Regions from separate parts of the Mus musculus genome. Here region 2 is linked to region 1. The links are chromatin contacts, called in public HiChIP or PLAC-seq maps. All regions are on one chromosome and are shown on one strand. Each heading gives the region's core, a stretch centred on a gene start, on an enhancer-like site or on the middle of the called end of the contact. The rest is flanking DNA. Distances are from core to core; before and after follow the strand shown.

What was found. HiChIP or PLAC-seq counts read pairs in DNA pulled down with a chosen protein or histone mark.
Region 2: a contact with region 1 is called in an H3K27ac HiChIP or PLAC-seq map of trophoblast stem cells, with 13 read pairs. The contact joins the enhancer-like site here to the promoter of 1810062O18Rik in region 1. A contact is called at or near these places in 2 of 39 promoter capture datasets (neutrophils and pre-B cells) and 4 of 115 datasets of contacts at active chromatin or transcription factors (extraembryonic endoderm stem cells, memory CD8 T cells, pancreatic cancer cells and 1 more).

Annotation. Positions count from the first base shown.
Region 1 is chr14:20,544,438-20,548,417 of GRCm38.p6, reverse strand. It overlaps 1810062O18Rik (RIKEN cDNA 1810062O18 gene), which reads right to left and starts at 2,125. Exons shown (of 6, transcript NR_033571.1): 1 at 2,074-2,125. Ppp3cb (protein phosphatase 3, catalytic subunit, beta isoform) reads left to right here and starts at 1,845. Exons shown (of 14, transcript NM_008914.3): 1 at 1,845-2,062. The coding sequence starts at 1,978.
Region 2 is chr14:21,084,769-21,088,911 of GRCm38.p6, reverse strand. All of the region lies in intron 1 of Adk (adenosine kinase), which reads right to left. Among named protein-coding and RNA genes, the nearest start is that of Adk, 34 kb to the right of the region's middle. Within about 2 kb of position 1,406, at least 124 of the 459 cell types and tissues checked have an H3K27ac peak or open chromatin away from gene starts, as enhancers often do. A contact at or near this core is called in extraembryonic endoderm stem cells, pancreatic cancer cells and trophoblast stem cells, where this site is marked.

The sequences.
Region 1 (3,980 bases), core at 876-3,375:
TGCATTCCAGGTGTGTGATGTGACTCCAATCCTTTGCTCTTCCTATTGCCTTGCTCCCTTTCCTTTCCCCTTAAGAGTCAGAATATCTCTGTGATAATGAGAGCTATCTTCACCCATGACACACTCCCAACAGTCTCTTTCCTTTGAAAAGTATTTTGTAGTGGCTGGAGAGATGATTCAATGGTTAAGAGAACAAGCTGTTCATGTATTGGACCCAGGTTCAGTTTTCAGTACCACATAGTGGTTCACAATATTTGGTAGCTCTAGTTCCAGGGAATATAATCTACTCTTCTGCCCTCTATGGAGACTGAACACATGTGGTGCACAGACATTCATGCAGGTAAAACACATAAACACACAAAAGAAAATAATTTGGAAGGTTCCCTTTGCAAAGAATGTCTATTGGGTTTTCCCTCCTTATTTATTCCAGATCTTGATCTTACTGATGAACACAAAGAAACAACAGATGCTGAGAACGTTGCCCTCCTAATCACTGAGGACAGATTCTGAGAACTTGTGTTACTGAGTAATAAGATACAGAGGGCTTTCTTGTTTCATCCTATTTGGATGCTATAACATAGAGACATGGGCCTTAGTAGATATGTTGGCCCCTGAACCATTCAACACTGCTCGTGTCATACACACAATTCTATCTTTTTGGAAGAAGTGTAATGACTGTGCATATGTATGAGGAGGACACATGAAGGCTAGAGTAAGCTGTACTAGTCAGTTCTCTTTTAATACCTTGTGTGCCCTGTGGTTCCATTACTGGGTTTGGTGGCCTATGCCTTCAGCATCTGAGCATCTTATTAATAACTGTTAAGGACCACCTGTACTTGTTTCTTGACCTCTTGGATGCTGGTCAACTTGGATCTGTTTCTGCAAGTTGCCCAAATTCAAATTCCGAGTATGTACAAAGATAAGGAACTAATTTCCTATTTTCTACCTACTTAGTCTCTGCTTTCCATTTTTTTCTATTTCATTTCTTTATTTACAAGTTTTAGTAGATGTCAGACTAGAAGGAGTCTAATTCCTTCTTTCCATTGTCTCCTTCGGCCATGGGGATTAGTCCTAAGGAACTTAAATCACAGTCCTTGGCTGCAAGCACCTTTATCCATTGAACCATCTCTCTGCCTTCAAATTTATTTGCTCAGTGAATTACGAGAGAGGCAATGGCTTTCCAGGGGAATCTTACAGGTTCTCAGGACACCTCTTGGTGTCATTCCCTACTTCCCTTGATCCATTTTGGTTCTTAAATCGTGGTGCTTAGACTTTTCCAGCTGAATTTATGTGCCTTTGGACTTTTCCAAACTCTCAAAGCAAGAGTTCGAATTCTATGCAACTCTCTAGGGCCCCGTTTTGTTGAGACAGTCTCACTTTGTTGCCCTGAGTGGTTAGACCTAGCTAGACTTGAACTTACAGAGTTCTGCCTTCCCCTGCCTCCTGAGGTCTGGTATTAAAGGGAAAATTTCATTTTAAATGATAATGCCACTCTATAGATTCCCTGATGCTTCTTTCATTTTTCTCTCTGGCCATAGTATTATCACTTAGATTTTGTAGATAAATTGTCATATATTTGTCTAGGCCTGGGAAATTCTGAGATCAAATTACACCTCTTCATTTTCCTGGGCTCCAAAGCGGCCAAAAAACCGTCCTTTTTTCCCCTTGCATTTTATCAACAGCCCCTCAGTTTAATCTGCAACCTCTCTTTACTGGTTTGTCTTTCTGCATGTACGGAATTTTCACCTGATCCCTTGGACTGTTTCCGTTTCTGTAGTAGCCTCGGTAATTTTGCTCAAGTCCCTGGAGCTTGTCCCGCCCCCGCCCCTGCACGCGCGATGCATGACGGTCTTAGCCCCTCTGAAGGGAAAGAGGGTCCGCCATGTTCCCCGGCGGCGCCGCCGCTTGGCTCTGGTAGCCGCCGCCCCCGCCCCCAACCCCGCCCGTCCCGGCACCTAGCCGAGCCCCGGGCCCAGCATGGCCGCCCCGGAGCCGGCCCGGGCCGCGCCGCCCCCGCCCCCGCCCCCACCGCCCCCTCTCGGGGCCGACCGCGTCGTCAAAGGTGAGAGGTACCCGAAGCCTGGGGGCCTGGCGTGAGGCGCGGTGTGAGGGCGGGCGGGAGTCCGTCCCCTCAGGAGCGGGCCTGGCGGGGCGGGCGAGTGACTGGCTGCCTCCCTTGGGGAGTGGCCCCTGGGCGGGTCCCCGCTGGGCCGGGCCGAGGCGTAGGCTGCTCCTCGGTCTCCCGCTCGCCCTGCAGGCCCGGGCGGGCGTCGTGCGCGGGCTGTCGCTAACGCGGGCTCAGGGCCGTCCGCCGCAGTGAGCCCCTTTCTTTCCTGCTTTGCCTGTGGTCGGCGCGGCGCCCGCGTTAAGAGCTTCCGGCTCCTCGACAGCTGCACTCCCGGCTTGCCCGGGCGCACCGAGGGGCCCCGGAACCCCTTAGCCGCACGCCGTTGGACTCGCCCGCGTTCTGGCCCACGCCTGCTCCCGGGTGACAACGCCTAGCTAGCGCCAGCCGCAGGGGGTTTGCGCTCGGCCCTCAGATGCCACCCCGCGCGGAAATCGGGAAAACCGTATGGGACTGGACCAGGATGAAGGATCCCGGGGTGACCTAGGAACCCAGACGTAGCTGCGGGGCAGGGGAAAAAGCCATCTTACAAAGAGGAGGCAAAAAAGTCCCATGTATAGGAAGTGGTACACTTAACAGAAAGGGTTTTACAAGCCGCCTCTAAACACACGACTTACTCTTTAGAAGGAAAAGTGAAATTCTTCTGAGCCAGGGAGGACGTGTGTGTACAGATAAACAGATTTATTTAAATTAAATTGAGAGGCAGTTGAAAGTTCCTTAAAAGTCCAGGCTCTCAGAGAGAGCCCATCTACCACACTAATACTATGGATTAAGAATATTAAGAACTGAAATTATTTTTCTTTATTTTGCAGTCAATAAGCAGAAATCGTAAAATGAAGATTTCGTCATTTAGATTATGCTCATTTTTAAAGTTATTTTAATTTTCAAATTCAGTGTCTCAAGTATAGACTGGCACAGTGTTTAAATACTGCTAGCTTTGCTTTGAATTGTGACCATGGTTTGCCATTAAAATATTTTAAAACAAACCCTTTTCTCGTGTGTGTGTGTGTGTGTGTATGTATGTATGTATGTATGTGTGCTGGTTTTTCGAGATAGGGCTTTTTTGCGTAGTCTTAGCCAGGAACTTGGAAAGTAGGCTGGTCTGGAACTCAGAGATATGCCTGCCTCTGCTTCTTAAGAGCCCAATCAAAGGTGTACGCCACCACTGCCCACCTGTGTTTTTTCTGTTTTCAATCTGCACTTTAGGTTCTTAAAGCATGACATATGTGGTTGGGTTAAGCATTAGAATGAACTAAATAGGACTGGAGTAAGAGCGGGTAAGAGCACTGACTGCTCTTCCAGAAGTCTGAGTTCAGTTCCTAGCAGCCACATGGTAGCTCACAACCATCTGTCATGGGATCTGATGCCTCTTCTGGTGTGTCTGGAGACAGTGACAGTGTACTCATATACATTAAATAAATTTTAAAAAAAGAATGAATAGGTTTTTTTCTCAAAGATTTATTTTATTATTATAAATAAGTAGACTGTTGCTGACTTCAGACGTACCAGAAGAGGGTGTCAGATCTCATTTCAGATGGTTGTGAGCCACCATGTGTTTGCTGGGATTTGAACTCAGGACCTCTGGAAGATCAGTCAGTGCTCTTACTCGCTGAGCTATCTCACCAGCCCCTAGAATGAATAGTTTATGAGCTTCTTTTTCTGGGATTTTTTTTTTTCTTGAAGGATAGAAGATCAGGCATTGATCCTATTAATTTCTGTAATTGTATAGGTGGGGGTTGAAACAGGCCATTGCCTGCTTCTTCATTTTCTTAACTATATTTCCTGTGTGCTTATTTTTCTGGATACTTTTCACCAGAATAATAGCTGACGTAACTAGTCACATTCCCAAATCATG
Region 2 (4,143 bases), core at 157-2,656, 540 kb before region 1:
GATTTCACACAGCTCCACCAGCTTGTCAGACCACCTTCCAGGGTGAGAGCGGAAGAGCAGACACCTTGATTGTTACCACAGATGTGTACATTCCTGGCCGGCTATTTAAACTTTAATCTCTCTCCAGGATCCTGAAGACAGATTGAGGGCAGGGGCCCGAATCTCTGCCCCTCTTTCCAAGTAGCCACACTGAATAAATCTCCTCTTTCCTGCCTTCCATTTTAAGTCTGGCTATTTTTACAGGTTTTGAGACTGGGTGGCCAGACCAGTCAGTCCCCTTCCAGACTGTCTTTGACAACAGACTCTTCTGGGGAATAAATAGCAGAGTTTGTGGTTTTATGTATCAAACTGTTTCATCCAAATGTAGAAGAACATATGGAAGCTCATCTCACTAGATGCGATGGTGGAAGATGGTCAGGAAACCCTCCCACAGAAGGGCGGGCTCAATCACCTAGATGGCCTGAGTAATTCTAAAACACCTGGTGTATGAGGAAGGTAAAAGTTGGTCCCAAGAAGTTGGAATCTGAACATACATATTTCTTTAACATTTCGTTTTCTTCTTATTTACAGTGAGAGAGGGTGTGTGCACGGCCACATATGTTCAAGTGCCCTCCAAAGCCAGACAAGGGCTCCAGATCTCCCGGAGCTGGAGTCACAGAGCTTGGGTCAAGGAACTGCTCATCTGGGGATCAGTAAGGGCTCTTAACCTTTGCACCATCATCTCTCCAGCCCCGAAACATACATGTTTAGCGCAAAAAGAAATTACCAAAGGAGTAGAAGGTTGAAGATGCTAGACAGAAGAAAAGTGACGTGTGTCTAAAGCATTGCACTATTTCCTCACGAATGAATGGGGCCATTCGAGCAATTTCCTGACAGGGTCTGGCCTGACTGACAAAGCAACTACATAAGTGACCGTTTGTCTCAGTATCTTTTTTATACCTAACACTGAAATATTGACATGTTTGCCACATTTGTCTGCTTGAGACAGGGTCTTGTTGTGTAGTCTAGGCTGCTCTGTGATTCATGTCCAGGCATGGGCCACCCCACCCAGCTTATAAATGAATAATAATTTTCAGACTGCAAAACTGACTCATCCTTTTACAATTATAAGAGCTCCAAAGGAGAAGAAAATACATAACCAGCTATGGGAGAGTGGCTGAATGCAGGTAGGGCAGCTAGCTTCCTAGTGGTTTTACTTAAGGTCTTAGTAGATTTGTATCAACCTGACACTAGTTAGAATTATCTAGGAAGAAGAAACTCAATTGAGAAAACACCTGCAGGCAATTTGGTAGGCCATTTTCTTGATTAATGATTGATGTGAAAGGCCAGGGGGGTTGGAGTGCACCCTGAGCAAGCAGGCAGATCTAGGTTGTATATGAAAGCAAACTAAACAAGGCAGGAGGAGAGGGCCACTAAGCAGCATCGCTTCAGAGCCATGCTTGGGTTCCCCAGCGGCCTGCCCTGCCTGTGTTCTTGTGCTGCCTTCCTTTGACAATGGACTGGGATCTGGGCTGTACACAGAAATAAACCCTATCCTCTCCGAGTTGCTTTTACAGTTTTATCACAGGAATAGAGATCCCTCTCTGCCTCTCCCCAGTTTCATAGTGATTCTGAGAAGAAACAACCCTCACAGACTGAAGCCAGATGCCAGGCAGCCCCTGAGAGGTGAGAAATGTGCTGGTACACTATCAAAGCTCTATTTCGGAGAACTGCAATCATTTCAGCTAACTGACAGGTCCTTCAGAAGCTCAAGCCTTCCCGTGTTTGAGCTGATCCTGAGCTTGCCCTGTGCTCAGAGTTTCCCAAAGAGCATCTCAAATACAACCAGCTGCAACTGTTTAACATTCCAGCTGCTTGAAGCAGTTGGAACAAACAAGTTAACCAAAAACATAAAAGGGAAAGTGTAAGGAAAAAACATCCACAGAGGGAACCTCCAGAATGTTCCTAAAATTGCAGTGGCCAAGCTTAAGGAAGACAAGGGAAGGCCCGAAGCACCCATATCTGCCTGGGCAGAAGACCGCACAAGCACAAACGACAGCTTTACTGCTGTAAGCTCTGGCTGCGTGTTTAGGATGTGCCTCGACAGGCACAGTATCTCTAAGCAGACTGGGAAACAGTAGCAAGTATAACAGGAATGTGAAAAACTGGATCCTCAGACATTGTTGGAAATGTAAAATGATGCAGCCACATTGGTAAACAGGGATGAAGTTTCTAAAGAAGGAAGAAGAGACAGAGAAGGAAGGAGACAGAAAAATGGGGGCTTTTACCTCAAAGGAACAAAAAACATGGTTTGTTCTGAAGCCAAATGTGAGTGATTATACCCAGAAATAGTTTACCAAATGCCATGTTCCAATAATGTAACAGTTTAATAAAGTTTTATAGTAACACAAGAAAATCATAAATCAAGACCCTTTCTGAATACATTGGTAGAAATATTAGAAAAGCTGGGAAATCAAACTATGGACTTCAGATGTTATCTGCAGGGGTCTGTCTGTACATTCCAAAAGATTTACCTAACGGTCACAAAGATATTAGGTCACACGGAGAGGAAGGTAATAAATGGTTATTAAGTGTGTTAAAGATAGCCCAAGATAATTTGGCTTGGCAACATTCCATCATTTCCACATCATTAAAGTTCTAATGAGTCAGTCAGCCTTTGTTGTCAGCTTCTATCCAGGAATTTTTGTTCACAAAATAACATAAAATTATCCTATGAAGCTGCATCCTTCCCTAAGAGAAACAAACATATGGCAACACAAAACTTACACATGGGTGCTCACAGTACTACTATTCACAACAGCCAGACTGAAAATAACCCATAGAGCTGGCTTAACAAAATAACCTACACATCAAAACGTATTCAACCATGAGAAGAAATGAGATACTGATAAGCTGATATGACATGGATGAACTTTAAAAACATTTTACTCGGGGGCTGGAGAGATGGCTCAGCAGCTAAAAGCACTGACTGCTCTTCTGAAGTTCAAATCCCAGCAACCACATGGTGGCTCACAACCAACTGTGATGAGATCTGGCGCCCTGCCCTCTTCTGGTGTGTCTGAAGACAGCTACAGTGTACTTATGTATAATAATAAATAAATCTTTTTTAAAAATTACATGATTGTGCTCATGACACAACAGAATAAAAATTCACAGAGGTGTCAGGCTGTGGCAGCACACACATTTAATCCCAGGCTTCAGGAGACAGAGGCAGGGTGATCTCCGAGTTCGAGGCCACCCTGGTCTACAGAGCTAGTACCAGGACAGTCAGTGCTACACAAAGAAGCTCTGTCCTGAAAACAAGACAAAAACAAAAATTTTTTAAAAATAATAATTCAGAGGCAAAAAAGTAGATTTTACAGTTTCCAAAGGATGGTTGGTACTATACAATAGGTAGAAAATGAGTGACCGCTAACAGCTATAATGTTTCATTTTTAAACTGATAAAAATGTTTCAAAACTATTCTGCAGTGATAGCTGTTGGACTCTAAGTATAAACTGATCTGTCTGCTTTAAAATTAGTTTATACTATATGACTCATATCTTTAAAATTAATTCAAACAAATGGACATAATTGGTGTTTACAAAATGCTAAATTCAACAACTGGAGCATGAGGTTTCCACTCAAAATATTATTGACTGAGCTGGGGAGAGGAACTCGTAGGTGAAGTGCTTCCATGCTACACAAGCAGGAGGACCCGAGTTCTCAGAACCAAAAGGGCTGGCAAGATGGATGGCTCAGCTGGTTAAGGCCCTCGCTTCTAAGCCTGATGACCTAAGTTCAAATCCAGAATCCCTATGGTTAGAGGACAGAACCAATTGCCACATTCTAACCATGGCACACGTGTTTACAGACAGACAGACACACACTAGTACATAGGCTGTAAGCAGAGGAGGGAAACCACATACAAGCTGGGTGTTGTGGCCCACCTCTGGATTCCTCCCTACACTGGGAGTCGGAGACATGAGGGTCCTAGGGCTTGGGGACCAGTCTAGTCAAAACAAGCTGCAGGTTCAGTGAGGGGCCCTGTTTCACACATGCACTGTCTCAAACAAATGAGACGATGAGAGAGACAGAAGGGTGGGGACAGAGAGAGGGAGACTGAAAATAATGAGGGGGCTGTGAGATGGGTCAGAAGTTAGG